2 separate regions of the Anas platyrhynchos genome follow, and region 2 is linked to region 1. The links are chromatin contacts, called in public Hi-C maps. All regions are on one chromosome and are shown on one strand. Each heading gives the region's core, a stretch centred on a gene start, on an enhancer-like site or on the middle of the called end of the contact. The rest is flanking DNA. Distances are from core to core; before and after follow the strand shown. Region 1 has its middle 22 kb from the start of P2RY1. Region 2 overlaps RAP2B (RAP2B, member of RAS oncogene family).

Region 1 (7,294 bases), core at 2,944-5,443:
CGCAGCCTCTGCAGCACTGAGCATGGCCACAGGGACACAGGTGTGCACACCGTGACATCGCGAGGAGCAGAACGTCCCCCGAGCCCCGGCAGTGCCTGGCACAGCTCCTGAGCACACCTCAGCCCGGTGTCCCGGTGCAGGGCACCACCACGCTGGTGGCAGCACACCGCGGGGTTTGGCTGTGCTGTGGGCAGGGGAGGCGTTTGCATTTCCTACCTGGTTGACAGCGGGCTGAGCAATTCAGAAGTCAGCAGGCTTCCAAAAGTAAATGAGGGGAAAAACTGCTGCTGATTTAGGAAGTTATTGTGTGCTTGGAGCCAGAAGGTGGCCGTTTTCTGCCCATTGCGCTTTCATCACAAGCCTGCCATTTATTTTAGCACTCTGCGACTTGAGGTGCGTCCAAGAGCCAGGTGCATCACCGCGCCTGTGGGCACCCCGTGAGGCTCCCCACTCGTGGCCAAGTCCTTGGTGAAAATCACAGCAGTTGTGTGACCAGGGAAAGCCGGGGTTGAGGCTGGAGCAGCCACCAGCACTGGGGCACCGGCAGCACCCGGGGGCCAGGGTGAGGGCCCCCTCCCAGCAGCCAGGCTCAGGAGTGAGCACAGTGGCCCTGGCCCGTGCTGCGCCCAGGGTTTCAGGAAGAGGGGAAAGGGTTTCTCTGCTGTTCCAAAAGTAGAACAATTTCCACCAGGCCTACGGGAATGGATGGAGGCGTTTTCTCTCGTTTGGGAAGCAGTCTCTGCTGTGTACCCATTTTAATCACAGCATCTCAGTGCCAGATCTCCAAAGTGCCATGCTCCTCCTGCAGGGCGACCTTGCAAAATGACCTTGCACGGCTCGGCACAGGCAAGTAGCAGCAGGGCTTTCTGCAGGCTGAGGGCAGGCAGAGAACAGCTTCCAGCTAGCGGAGCAGGAAGCAAAAGAGTGCCGGGTGTGCAGGCGACCGAAGGGGCAGGGACAGGAGAGGTGTGTCTGAGCGACGGGGGGGAGCACAAAATGGCAAGCGCTGCTGTGCTCCTCGCACAGCGAGACCACAACCCTGCCGTCACGGAGACGCGCTGAACAGAGCAACTCGGCACTGGAGCAAAACAAGGTGGGTGTGAAGAGGCTAGGAAAGGAGTCGTGATGTTTTGGTAAAATGTAAATTAGCGTTCAGCGGCGTGCTCGACACACAGTGATCCAGATACGAAAGTAAGTATGTTATGATGGAAACAAGGTAAATGAAGTCTAATAACCCCGGCAGTTTAAAGGAGGAGTGCTCCAGCATTACGATTGGTTCAGATGTGTCAGTAACAAGAAGATGCATTAAAATCATGAAGTGTTTTATTTTTGGAAAGATGATGTATTTCTCTTGAGCTTAATAGTGTCCTAATCCCACTAAAAGAAAGACTAAGTTATAATGTGAGCTCCTAAATAATGTATCGCAGGTCAATTTTGAAACACACCAGAAAGCACCATTTAGCACTGAAGGTTTTTTATTCCCTTTAGGTATGGTAATGCATTAGTTGGATCCCAACTTCTTCGGCACTGCAAGCGTCTCGGTGGCTCTTCCCATCACACACGCGCTACTTGGCAGGAATTGGCTTTGCAGCTTTATAATGGGCCTCCTGTCTTGCAAAGCTTTGGGATCGCTCCTTTCAATGTGGATTTATGGCCTCACTTTTCACTAAAACATCAGGAATAGGTTAGGTAAAACGTTGGGCAGTTTAAATAAGCACCAACCCTTGCTTCGCCAGGGGATTGACGGGGGACCAGCAGTGGCAGTGCTGGAGCCAGCTCTGGGCTCGCAGCTCCCAGCTGCTGGCCAGCCTTAGCATGGGACCAACCCTGTCCTCCGCTGCTGTACGGAGCTGGTCTCATACTGACACAGATTTTACATAGGCAAAACATATACTTGTTTATTCTGGAAGGAGAACAAACTTATTCTGTAAGCTGTAGTTAGCCATCAGATGTTTAGATATCATGGTACTGGACAGCTGGGTACCGTCCCCGAGAAAGGCTGCCCAATTAAAGAGCCTTCAGATGGAGGCAGTGCAGGCAGGGATGCTAAAAGCCTGTAATAAAACTCTTCCCCGGGCTGACAGAGGTAATTGCTGTGAAAGCCATTTCCATCACGCTCCCCATCACGAAGCCAAAGCACGTGCCGTGAGCACGGCCCGGCTCCTTCTCCACCCAAGGTGCCTCCAGGCCCCTGCCTGCCCAGCACCAGCACTGCCCGTGCATGAAAAACAAGAAGGGGATGGTGGAAAATGCTAATGTGCTTTTCTGAAGAACAGCCTTTCTCTTCCTCTGCAAACCCTCCGAGCCAGGACCCGCAGCCGCAGGCATCGCCATGGTTACTGCTCGGCGCACGCGCGCTGCCTGCTCCGGCGGCACCGGCCGGGATGCGGGAGCAAGGCAGGAGCCAGAGGAGGATGCAGAGGGATGCGATCGCACCTGGGGACATGCTGCCACGAGGCTGGGCCCTTCGGGTCGGCCCTGGGCAGAGATCTGCTCACGGTGCTGTGAAGGCTCGGTGCCAGCCGGGATGTGTGAGCGCAGGCACTGCGCTGGTTGTGGGGACAGGGCGCACACCCAATATCACCTGCCCCATGGCCATGCCCCCGTGGTGCCCCAGTGCTGTTGGCTACAGCTGGGTTCAGTTATATCTGTTTTATTTGGTGGAATTGTCTCTGCACTGACTACACACCTAAGTGCTCACAGCACACGGCAAGCAACATTTGGCAAAGAGCCGCAGCAAAGCAGCGTGTGGCCGGGCCTTCTCGAGGCCATCGACGTGGTGCAGTAGGGTGGAAGGAGGTGAGATGGAAAGCACCAAACATCGCGGGGTCACTGCTCACACCCCAGCAAGAAACGGGACAGCGCCCGCGAGTGAGCCTAACAGAAAGGTGGCGAGGAGGAAACCCTGCGGTGCTGCTCCTTGCCTCCAGCAGAAGTCTGAAGAGCAACGCGTTAGAGTTGCACCTCGTGAGTGCACATGGATGCATCAGCTGCATGCGGGATTGATTAAGATACTTTAAAAAAAAAACCACCTTTTTGAAAGCATTTAGGAAATAGGTGAAGGCAGAGCTAAAGTCCCCCTTGAAAACACGTGAGCAGAAATGGGCTGGTGTTATATCACTGCAAGTCACCAGAAATCACGCTGAAAGCGCCCGGGTTGTGCTTGGTGGTTGGCTTCCCTTTACATCAAAGCCATTTGATTTCTGGAGCCCTCACCCTGAGCCCCCCCCGGGTGACACCAGGCTAACACAGCTGCGGGCAGGGGCTGCGCTGTCACCTGGTCCCTGCGCCAGACCCGAGGCCACCCCTGGGCACAACTGGGGGCAGGATGGGGACAGGAGGGGGGCATGATGGGGACAGGAGGGGGGCAGGAGGGGGGCAGGAGGGGGGGAGGAGGGGGACAGGATGGGGGCAGGAGGCGCTGCCCCCCCCCGGCTGGGCTCGGCCCCGCTGCCCGCAGGGGGCGCCCGCGGCGCGGCACGGCCCGGATCGGATCGGCGGGGAGCGGGGTGCGGGAAGAGGGGAACGGGAAAGGGGAGAAAAAGGGGAGAAGAAAAAGGAGAAGCAAATAAAGAGAGGAAAAGGAGAGGAGAAAAAGTGAAGAGAGGGGAGAAAGAAGAGAGAAAAGCAGAGCAGAGATGAGAAAGCAGAAGAAGAGAAAAAAAAGAAGAGAGAAAAGAGAAGAGAAGAGAAGAAGAGAAGAGAAGAGAAGAGAAGAGAAGAGAAGAGAAGAGAAGAGAAGAGAAGAGAAGAGAAGAGAAGAGAAGAGAAGAGAAGAGACGAGACGAGACGAGAAGAGACGAGAAGAGAAAAAGAAAAGAAAAGAAAAGAAAAGAAAAGAAAAGAAAAGAAAAGAAAAGAAAAGAAAAGAAAAGAAAAGAAAAGAAAAAAAGAAAAAAAAAAGAAAAGAAAAAAGGAGCCATTTCCAGTGTTTGTCCACCCCTACAGCCACCACCTTTTTCGCAGTGTGCAGTCCGATCCTCTCCTGAAGGCTCTCCCTTTCCCTCCCCCCAGCAGGAGGTGCCCAGCCCTCCCAAGTGCTCTGTGCTGCTCTGGGAGCGTTCCCCCCTTGAGCTGTGTGGCAGGAGCAGGCAGGACCGGGATCCCTCGCAGGGTGCCCTGTGGCCCAGCTGTAGCCGCTCGGGCTCAGAGCTTGCCGAGGCTCGCCCCGTGCCCGGGGCAGGTGGTGCAGGAGATGCGGGATTCAGTCACCAGCAGCGGGAGCTGCAGGAGAGCTGCAGCATCGCCCTGCCTGCTGCCCCACTGCGAGGCTGTGCGGCCCTCCTGCCTCCTGCCCCGGGCTGCCAGCAGCCCTGCTCCTGCTCCTGCTCCTGTGCCATGGGGACTCGCTGCCCCTCACGGGTGCACATTCTCTGTGGTAAGGGTAAAACCCTTCCTGGTCAAGAACATGATTTATCGCATCTCTGACAAAACGGAGCAGTGTGGATCTGAGCCACCTGCCTCCATGCAGGATGTGAGATGTTGAAGGCTTCGTCTCCACAATAGCAACCCACACGGTGCTCTGTAATTCTCAATAATTGCCTCGTTTACTTTCCCTGTGCTATCTCAGGTGCTCTGCTCTGTATTTCACTGGCTCTGCTTGCCGTAGATTTGCAGTCTGCATTCAAAGACTGCGAAGCCAGAAGAGATCGCTGTGATTTTCCAGCATGACCTCCTTCATAACACAAACTGCAGCACTCCCCCAGCCACATTCCTGCCTGGCTGCAGCATCTTGTGTAGGAAAAAATTATCTCGTCTTAAAAAAGCCACTGGGGTAGGAGGCTCATGCTGGCTCTCAGGGAAGCGCTCCAGTGCGTGGTTGTCCTGGCTCTTCACGTTTGCCCCCACTCTGGCATCACAGAGCTTCAATGTGTAAGCACTGGATCTTAAACACGCTTTTGTCTGCCAGACCAGAGAGACCTAAAGGCAGCGAATTTTTGTTCTCTTTAGGTGTTCATAAGCTGTAATCAAATTACTGTAATTATTTGTCTGACAAACTAGCCAGGGTAAGCTCTCTAGTGCAGAGTGCTGAATATGTTCTGAAACCGGACCTTAAGTTTTAATCCACCACCTTCCAGATCTGAAGGAGAAGCAGCAGCTATTTTTGTGCAGTTTTCTTGTCTTCATTTTTAAATCTAAGTGAATGTAAAAGCAATTCCACAGCCAACCAAAATGTGATAAAGGGACAAATGTATAAAACAAATCCAAGGGCACTCATAGCACTGCAGTGCTGAAAACATTCAGCAGTCTGGATGCGGGCTGGTGGTGGCCGAGCAGAGAGCATCCTGCCAGCTACTGAAATCCCGGTAGCGTCGATCCAACCAGTGTTGCTGAACATTGCACAGCCTCTCGAGCTACGCATGTTGCCTTGGAGACATTTTTCATGCAGCAGCGTGGACAAGGTTTCCTTGCGCAGTTCATGTTTGACTTGTATCACGACGCTTGCATCCCTCCTGCCCTGGTGCTATCCAGCGCTGCAACGTGCTCATCCCCACACTGCTGCAGAAACAACTCCCAAAACCTAGCCAAAACTGCGGGGACCTGTATGGTTTGGAGTTTCCATTTTCCAGGTCTGCTTGCAGGGTACACGGGAACCCTAGCCAAACACCTGATTCACCCCTCTTTAAGGTACAGCAACTCCAGAAGCTAGGTTTAAGAGCAATTAGTGGAGCAGTCTGGTTTGAAAAGCAGGAAGGGAGCCTCAGAGCTGGAGGGCAGTGCTGCAAGCCCCGGCTGCTCCAGGAGGAGCAGGGATGGGGAGGGATTTCTCTCCCTTCACTTCCAGCCTGGCCCTGCAGTGCTGAGCTGACCCCTGAGGGCCAGCAGCACACACGGGTCCCTGCCGGGTCACTGCAGCTGGTCATGGTCACGGTCACGGTCACGGTCATGGTCACAGTCACGGTGCTCCCCACACCCCGAGCACAGCCACGGGCAGCCAGGCTGGGCACTGGACTTGAATGCTGGCCGTGCAATCAGCACAGGCTTTGTGCTCGCAGTTATAAAAGTATTTGGGCCCCCGGGTCTGCATGCTGGGCAGCGCAGTGCTCTGCCTCTCTGCTCTCATACCGGCTGAAATCTTTCCGTACACATGTAAATCCTCCAGCTAATGCCCCAGGTAGAAGGCCCGCTGTTTATTCATGTGCATGGTGGCTGCCAGCAGCTAGACCTGTTAGGAGAGGTTCCAGTTCACGAGGGGTTAGGAGGCTTGCCCAGCGTGGGCACTGGGAAAGGAGAGCTGCTTTACAAGCCAGCAGCTGCTCACTTTGGGAGGCATTTTGGTCCTGCTCTGCAGCTGAGACCAAATGCTTTTCTGTCAGTAGGTTAAAAACAAAGCAGCAAGAGACATATCAGTAAGGCGGCAGCAGGCCATAATCCTCGGTGGTTAAAACTCTGCAGGACTCAGTATTGGTACTTTGGGGTAGCTCAGTGGAAGGCAGTGGAATTGCAGCAGCTTCCACCAGCCGCTGATGAAGTCTTTGCATTCTTACTTCATCCTCACTGAGGGGATATTGCTGGACCTGGGCCAAATGACCGATTCCTGTTAAACTCCCTGGTTTGGATCGCGCAGACCAAGGCATGCACGGGAAGCTGCTGCCGTGCTCACGTGGACGTGACGGAGCTGGCAGCCGTGCCATGTCCTTACACGAGGATTTGCTCGTGCTGCAGGAGAGCAGTGCTGACGGGACACACCAGCTGCCCCAAAGGCAGCCCTCGGCACGTGTCCTGCGGCTCTGACTGCTCCCAGCCTTGATCTTGCCGCAGTGGCTGGAAGGTTTCGTGTAAGTGCCTACAAACGCGCCGCTTGTTAAGGGGAACAGGTATCGGCTCACCTCTCTGGGTGCTCTCCAGGCGTCCCACATCCCTTTTATGTTTGGCTCACACACCTACCAGGAGACTAATCCTGTTTGTTAATCTGATTCTTTTTGTCACCTTGTTTGGCTGAGGGAACTGATTTTAAAATAGACAAGATTGTAAACAAGAGCAGCAAATGGTGCTTGAAAGCTCCTGAGCCCCAGTGCTCCCATTGTTGCAGCGAGGAAGTGAGCCGCCTGAATTACATCTGCATGTGTCAGACCCAGCCGGGCCTCCAGCTTCAAGCCCTCGGGTCTGGTGGAGCCTTTTGTCTGCGGATGTAAAACCTCAGACAGCATTTGGCCACCGCTCCCTCTGCAGATAACCCCGCTTGGGGCAATTTGCTTAACTTTGTTCTGAGGCTGTCAGCGGCGGCCACGGAGGGACCCTCAGTGGGTTACATGCAGTGCTCACACAGAGGCTCTGTAACAAGCCTTCAAAC
Region 2 (6,782 bases), core at 1,464-3,963, 110 kb after region 1:
GTTACCGTATTTGATCAATTATCACCCAGATGCTTTGCATTTAGAGTGATGATTTGCCTCATTCAAGGAACTCTAAAGGTAATTGAAGTGAATTTTTCAAATGGTGGATCAAGGACAGAAGCTGGTGATATGCTGCCTACCTTTGGAGAGTAGCCAAGCATAATATTTAAAACATCTTTTTCTCCAGAGGACCATCCAATTACTACATCAGTTACTACATGAGTAAGATCAAGTAGCATTTTTCCAAATTAGCAGTAGATACCGTGAACTAAATAAAATCAACAATGAATTTAAACTAAATGCAAGGTGAGACAACAAAAATGGAGAATGAGCAAAGACGCGAGCACTCCATCTGGCCGTTCGCAATCCAGAAGGGAATGCAGCTCTGTCAGAAGAGGGTCAGCGTAAAACAGCTTGACTCTCAGCAATCAAACCAAGCGCAGCGCAGTGCAATTGTTGTTGATCAAATACACATTTTCTAGTGAAACCATCTGCAATGTGATTTGTGTCTTTCCTGACCAGAATATATTTATGAGAATGCACCAGTGTGATGCAGTAAATGAGTTTCTGTGCTATTGTTGACAACTTAAGTGATTCTTTTCATAAAATCAGAAAATAATCATAGTGCTGGCCATGTGGAAAATGGGAATATTCAGAAAAAGTTGAACTGTCTTTGAGATGTCTGGTTAAAAGGGATGGGAGCTATGCGACAGGATTACAAAAGCTGTGGCGTGGCAGTTGTGAAGGTTGGGTGAGGAAAGTGGCTGCGTTCAGAGCAGGGCCGGGCCGGCCCTTCCAGACAACATCTTGCAGACCTGTGAGAAGTGCTGGCTGCTCCAGTGCTGCCTTCTGTGCTCGCAGATTCAAGCGAACGTCGGAGGACATCTTTGTAGTTCTGAATTGAACAGCTGCAGGGTTATTAGAAGATTCATAAAACCTACAAAAGACCTCATGAATTTCTAAAGACTCAGAAATGTAGAGTGTGCAGAATAACATCTGCTCATGTTTCCTAAGGTCTATTGTTGCATCTGCCCTGACAAAGAATCCCAAAGAATGCACGTTGTTTGTATGTTTTCTAAACACTTCATGAGACATCGTTTCTAACAGCTCATTTGAATATCCAGGAATATCCTTTCACACAAATTCCCTCTGCAATCAAACAGGAATTAAGAGGAAAATATGTTCTTGTTTTAATATTTGAAAAAGAAATCTGCTGAAAATCAGGCAATTACAGTTGCCGGAGGCATTGATGAGAGTGATTGGAAGCCAAAAGATTACTCCCTGTCGGTGATTTTCCTTTGCTTTTTCTACATTTGCTCCCAGTGGTGACTGGGAGAGGGAGCACACACTGTAAAAGCCTTACAGGGCTTCAACAGTACTAAAATATTTGACTTATGCTAACGGGAGCATTTGTTATGAGACTGCAGGAAAATGCATCACCTTCTTCAAAGTACCCCAGACAGTCACAGAGACAATAATGGTAAATTATTTGATATTGATATTGATTTAGCTTCTGAACAAGCTTCAGTTTGTTATCCCTCTCCAGTTGTTATCGGGGTTGGGGGAGTCATTGTATAAGATGGAAGATTTTCTTTGGAGGAAATTGAAAATGTCAGTACTGTAAGAGAATCTTTAGAAAATCACTGAGCTATATGGGAACTCTGTAGTTAACATGTAAGTACCATCACAGAACAACAAAAAAAAAAATCATGGCATAGCACATCTGTTTAAAAAGAGTGCTGAATGGAAACTTCCCTCTTGAACAGCTTCACAACCTGGAGGATGTTCTCAGCTGCCTGCAGCTCGTCAGGCGGGTAAGTGCTCTGCCAGCAGCTCCCCTCTGCCCACCTGCCTTTCATTCTCCTGCTGATGTACATGAAAGTGTGGTGCTGTCACAGGGTGTTGTTGTGTTTTCTCTATCTTTTTCTGCTCCCATCTCATGTGTGTTGCTGTCGAATTGCTGCAGGGAAGCAGTAGCAGCACCTGCAGTGAGACTCAGGACCTCAGCAGGCTTTTCTTGCAATTGGTTTTCCATCTCCATGCCATCACCAAGGCTAATGAGCAAACAAAGGCTTCATTTAAGATTATACTCACATGACCATAAGACGTTCGAAAGAGACAATGTTAAAAAAAGGAAATGCTTGAAGTTTTCTCACTTGGTAATTCTGGTTTCCCTTACCATTCCCTAGAGTAGCTGAGGTGTGCTGGCCAAGAGATTAGGAGTTCCCTCTTTTCTAATAGTTTTGTGGCCTTTTCTCCTATGTGTCCTTCTCTTCTTCAGACTCAGGACAGTGCTTTTTAGAATAAATTAAACTTTTCTGATGTAAGTCATGTTCCTTACTACGGCAGCAGTGCTGGAAATGGGTGCTTGTATTGGCCGCACTGTTTCAAAGACACTCCTGCAAAAAAAATGGCTTCATAGATGAGAGCGGTGGGTGCTCCCCTGCATCTGCATCTCAAACCTACCGGAGGGCTATTTGACAAATATGATGTGCTGCCTGTTCCCTTAAACTGTTTGCCACAGAAGGGAAATAGGGATGTATGTCTTCATGTTAAGCCAGGGTCTCGTTCCCCTCGGAACGCTAGCGTTGGGTGTTGGGGTGTGAGAAGGGCAGCTCGTGCTTAGCAGCTGCTTTAGTCAGAGTGCACTGCTCTGGTGCGTAGTAATGCTGCTTCTCAGCTGGAGCTCTCTGACTTCCCCGTGCTGCCAGGATGTTGTGAAAGTCACCAGGAATTTCCTTCAGGGCTGATGCTGCAGTAGGGCAGCCGCGGGGCTGCAGGGCAGGGTGCGGCTGTCCCTGCAGTGCTGCGCCTGCAGCAAGTAGGGTACAGCCCCAAACCTTGAGAAAACAGAGAGATAAGGACCATATAATCCAGATTAATAATATCATTTTAATATTCTTTTTGAATGTGCATAAATGTTATTTCAGTATCGTCTGCAAATTGTGCAACAGGCTTTTTTTGTCACTTTGAATAATTGGTAATTGAAAAATCTTCCCCATCTGTTTATAATAAAACGCATCTGTTCAACATCTGCTGGGGAAAAAAAGTCTTTGGTGGAGGAGAATCTGGATTAGGGAAAACGGTCACTGTTCAGAAGCCAGCAATCATCTGGTGAACCTGCACAATGTGCTTTTCCAGGTTCTAGAAGAGCACACTTCCAGACAGAGATGGTCAGCTGGGGGAGCAGGAAGGAGCTGAGCTGCTCACCTCAGCCTTGGTGCAAAAAATCCTCCTTTCCAGCCATGGTCTAACTCCTAAATTTGATTTATTATTATAGAAACATTAATAAGAATCACATATTCATTCTAGAGTCACACCACTTAAAATATTGGCCTGTACTTTCAAAAACAACTATTTATTATGTGTTAGGTCAAACCCTCTTAACATCCATGCTTTGGGCCTTAGCTGAAGCCTTTAAAAATGGCAGTCCCTTTGCAAAGGAGGCATCTACACCCTTATTCTTTTTTTCTTTTTTCTCTTTCTGCTCAAAGAGGCTTCAGGTACCTCAGAATTTTGTTATTGTAAATAGCACCTCACTGTAATCTACCATCCACTGTGTTCTCTTTGACTCTTTCACCACTTTTAGAAGTAATAAGAAAATTATTCAAGTTCCTTGATTCTAAATGAAAGCTTTTTTACCACTGAGGTAATTCCAGTCCGTAAGAGTGAGTCAGAGAGAGCGCATCTCTGTTAAAATGTCGGTGTTTTTACCATGTTTCAGCTGTGACATTCTGCAGTAAATAGCTATGACGTATACATGAAACACAGTTTCCAAGAAAGACGAGAGATCTGGACTAAATTCCTGGTATTTGTAAAGAAAAGTGGAGAAAAAAAAAATCTTGCTATTTTTATTTTATTTTATTTTCCTCAGACTCTTTTAACAGGAAGTATAAATCACAATTGGGTCTGTTCTTTGATAGTCACCTGTATATACCTGTCAAATAGTCTGCATGTGCTGTCTGCCAAGGAAGCACTGAAAAGCAGAAGGCTGAACTCTCCCCCAGTACTTGCGTTCCTGCAGATCAGCTCTAAGACAAAGAGATAATCTCCTCTTTATTTCCTGATGTCATTACACACAAATTAACACATGAGCTTTTCTGAGCAGAGCGGGCTTTGTTAACAGGTAGCAGGAACACAATGGTAAACAGCCTGGAGTAAGCGACTCCAATGCAATAATCTTTTGTTTTGGTTTCAGAGCAGTAGCTCTCTGAAATGCTTCCTTTCAATGACATTAAAGCATGGAAACTCAACTTCTGTTGCTTGCAAATCTGATGCTATTCTTAAACGGGTGCTGCATAAAGCAATGGGAGCTCTTATGAGGCAGCAGAGCTTGGCAATGTTTAAACACAGGCTTACAAACATCTTAGGAAATGATAGGGAATTTGAATACAGTTAAATTCCACCACCTTCTTTTTTAATCTAGCTGTAAGCATGCTATAAAGTCAATTTGCATTTGATTTAGTGCTGTATGGAATCTTCTGTTCCATTTTTCTTTGGTTCACATACATGGAGGACTTGAGGGACTAAATAAGTCATTATATATTCTGTGGCATGATATTCCTCTGATAACTTTTCAAAGACAAATTGGGAAGCTTGCATATTAAACACCAGCAGTCCATGATAATGATAGGTCAGCTTCAAGGATAAAAACAGATGTGTATTTGGAAGTTAGGATCTTATGTTTGTATAAAATTTCAGTTTGATCTAGAAAGATCTCTTCTATATAAATTCATCTGATAAAGTCATTTTTCCAGGTGAGGGAAAAAAAAAAAAAAAAGAAGGCTTAGACACTTCTAGTATTCTTGAGCAGTGTAGCAGTGTGCTGGTAGGATAAGTCATAATGAGATTCAAAGAGGAATTTGGACCACATTCAGTGTGAAAAGGGTTTTTCAGGATTTGTCAAGAGTTGTCTTACAAGCCCCAGCTATTCCTGGCCAGTGCACATATCTGCACAAAACCCCCATGAACTCAAATCTTGTTCTGAACTTGAAATACAGACAATTTTTCAAACACAAGTCAATGCTGATCTAATGCTGGATGATAAATTCACATGTGTCTTGTGATGTTTTACTTTTTAAATGCAAAACTAAGTGAGGCAATGCTGACCATTTTCAGCAGCAGCACTTAAACACCCATCCAAGCACCAAGCTCAGCAGAGCCTGGCAGGGGGGCGCAGAGCTGTGGGGGCACAGGGTGTGTAGGTGCTGAGCGAGGCAGCCACTGGGGGCATAAACATGGTCAATTATTCTGTAGTAATAGATGTGTTGTAATTAGATGTTGTCTTATATCATAGTCCTGCATGTTGTTTCCATGAAGACAGAATTTTGTCTATAAAGGAACATCTTTACACCAGCAAAGATCACTGCTGCGTTCTGTGTGGCTCAGCCCGTGAGGAAAAGCTTGTACACTTCAGCATCACAGATATCGCTCTGATGATGGTACTGACCGAGTGTCACGTGGGGGGGACAGTAGTGGAAGTAAAAAGCTGTTCTCAGCAGCTGTCCTTTCCTCTGAGGTAACGTGAGAGGTGTGCTGCTCCGTGCCCTCAGAGGTTACTAAATCCTGTGTGCATTTGTTTCTCTTCCTCCCTCTGATATATTCACAAATGCTTTTGTCAAAACTAAAACCAAAACATTAAGATGACACATATCTGCAGGGAACCTCTTCTCCTCGCTCACCTTCCCTTTTCAGCCAGTCTGTAGAAAACACCTTCAGCTCTGAGAGTCAGGCATCTGCTGCTCGCTGAGCTGACGGGCAGGGTGGCGTCTTTAATCTCTTGATCAGCGTCACAACCAAAGGAACAGAAGGGTTAGCAGAGGGAGGGATTTGGTAGCATCAAATACGTTTGAATGTGTCCCTGGGGATCCGAGGAGGCCTGGCAGGTGATGCTGTTGCCTGTGGCAGGGGCATAAGGGGAGCCCATCGGGCAGGAACCAGCTCCACATCTGGCTCATTTGTGCAGGCAGGCAACAGCAGCAGCAACTCGTGGAGTGCAGGAATGCACTTTGACTAGGGCTTGGGGATGCTGTTCCAGGTTTTCATCTGGTTGTATGTGTACTGAACTGCCCAAGTAATCCTGAAAAATAGTTCCCAAGCAATTAGAAAGAACCACCTAATTTGCCCTTTCAAAGCTTGGTTGTATGTTTGTATGTTTTGTGTCAATTTATCCTGTCACTCAGTGAAATCATAATTAGGTTTCACTGCAACATAAATGTTAGTGAAATGTGCTGTCCAAGTCAATCAGTGTTACAAAGAAATTAATCAGATCCAGTTCCTCCTTCTAATGAACTTCCTCATTAGCTGCTGGCTCTTCTCTGCAGCCTGTACTCGTTGTGTGCGGCGTAGCTTCAGCAAGTTTCATTACCTCTTTCTCTGACGGCTTTGTCATCGCATCCCAATGGGGACAAAGCAAGGAGCATGCCATTTCGTGGAGAGACGTGTCAGTGAGCAGGGACCAGAGCATGGGCTTTGAAATGGGGTAGATCTGCTTTCGCACCTTTAGAGTACAAATTGCACAAAATGAGACTGAGAACAGTAGTGCAGGATTTACCTCTCCCAGCCCTATCCCCTACTTGACAATGCCGTGACAAAATGTTTAACTGCATGGCAATTGAAAAGCAGCAGAGAGGTTACAGTGTAAACATTTGTGTGTAAGTATCACCAAACAATGTTGGTTACAGCTGTTTTCTGTACTGCTTCCTTTTAAGATTGCTCTGATTTGCTGCCCCAGTCATCCCAGTGACTTGGACTGGTGGAGACAGAGGTGCAAACGGAACTGT

What was found. A called contact is a pair of places that touch in the nucleus more often than the background predicts.
Region 2: a Hi-C map of subcutaneous adipose tissue shows a contact between it and region 1, with 2.2 times the contacts expected there. The contact joins two enhancer-like sites. A contact is called at or near these places in 3 of 8 Hi-C or Micro-C datasets (liver, skeletal muscle and subcutaneous adipose tissue).

The regions. Positions count from the first base shown.
Region 1 is chr9:896,443-903,736 of IASCAAS_PekinDuck_T2T, forward strand. No RefSeq gene overlaps it. Among named protein-coding and RNA genes, the nearest start is that of P2RY1, 22 kb to the left of the region's middle. Within about 2 kb of position 4,194, at least 4 of the 8 cell types and tissues checked have an H3K27ac peak or open chromatin away from gene starts, as enhancers often do. A contact at or near this core is called in subcutaneous adipose tissue, where this site is marked.
Region 2 is chr9:1,011,813-1,018,594 of IASCAAS_PekinDuck_T2T, forward strand. All of the region lies in intron 8 of RAP2B (RAP2B, member of RAS oncogene family), which reads left to right. Among named protein-coding and RNA genes, the nearest start is that of ARHGEF26, 42 kb to the right of the region's middle. Within about 2 kb of position 2,714, at least 2 of the 8 cell types and tissues checked have an H3K27ac peak or open chromatin away from gene starts, as enhancers often do. A contact at or near this core is called in subcutaneous adipose tissue, where this site is marked.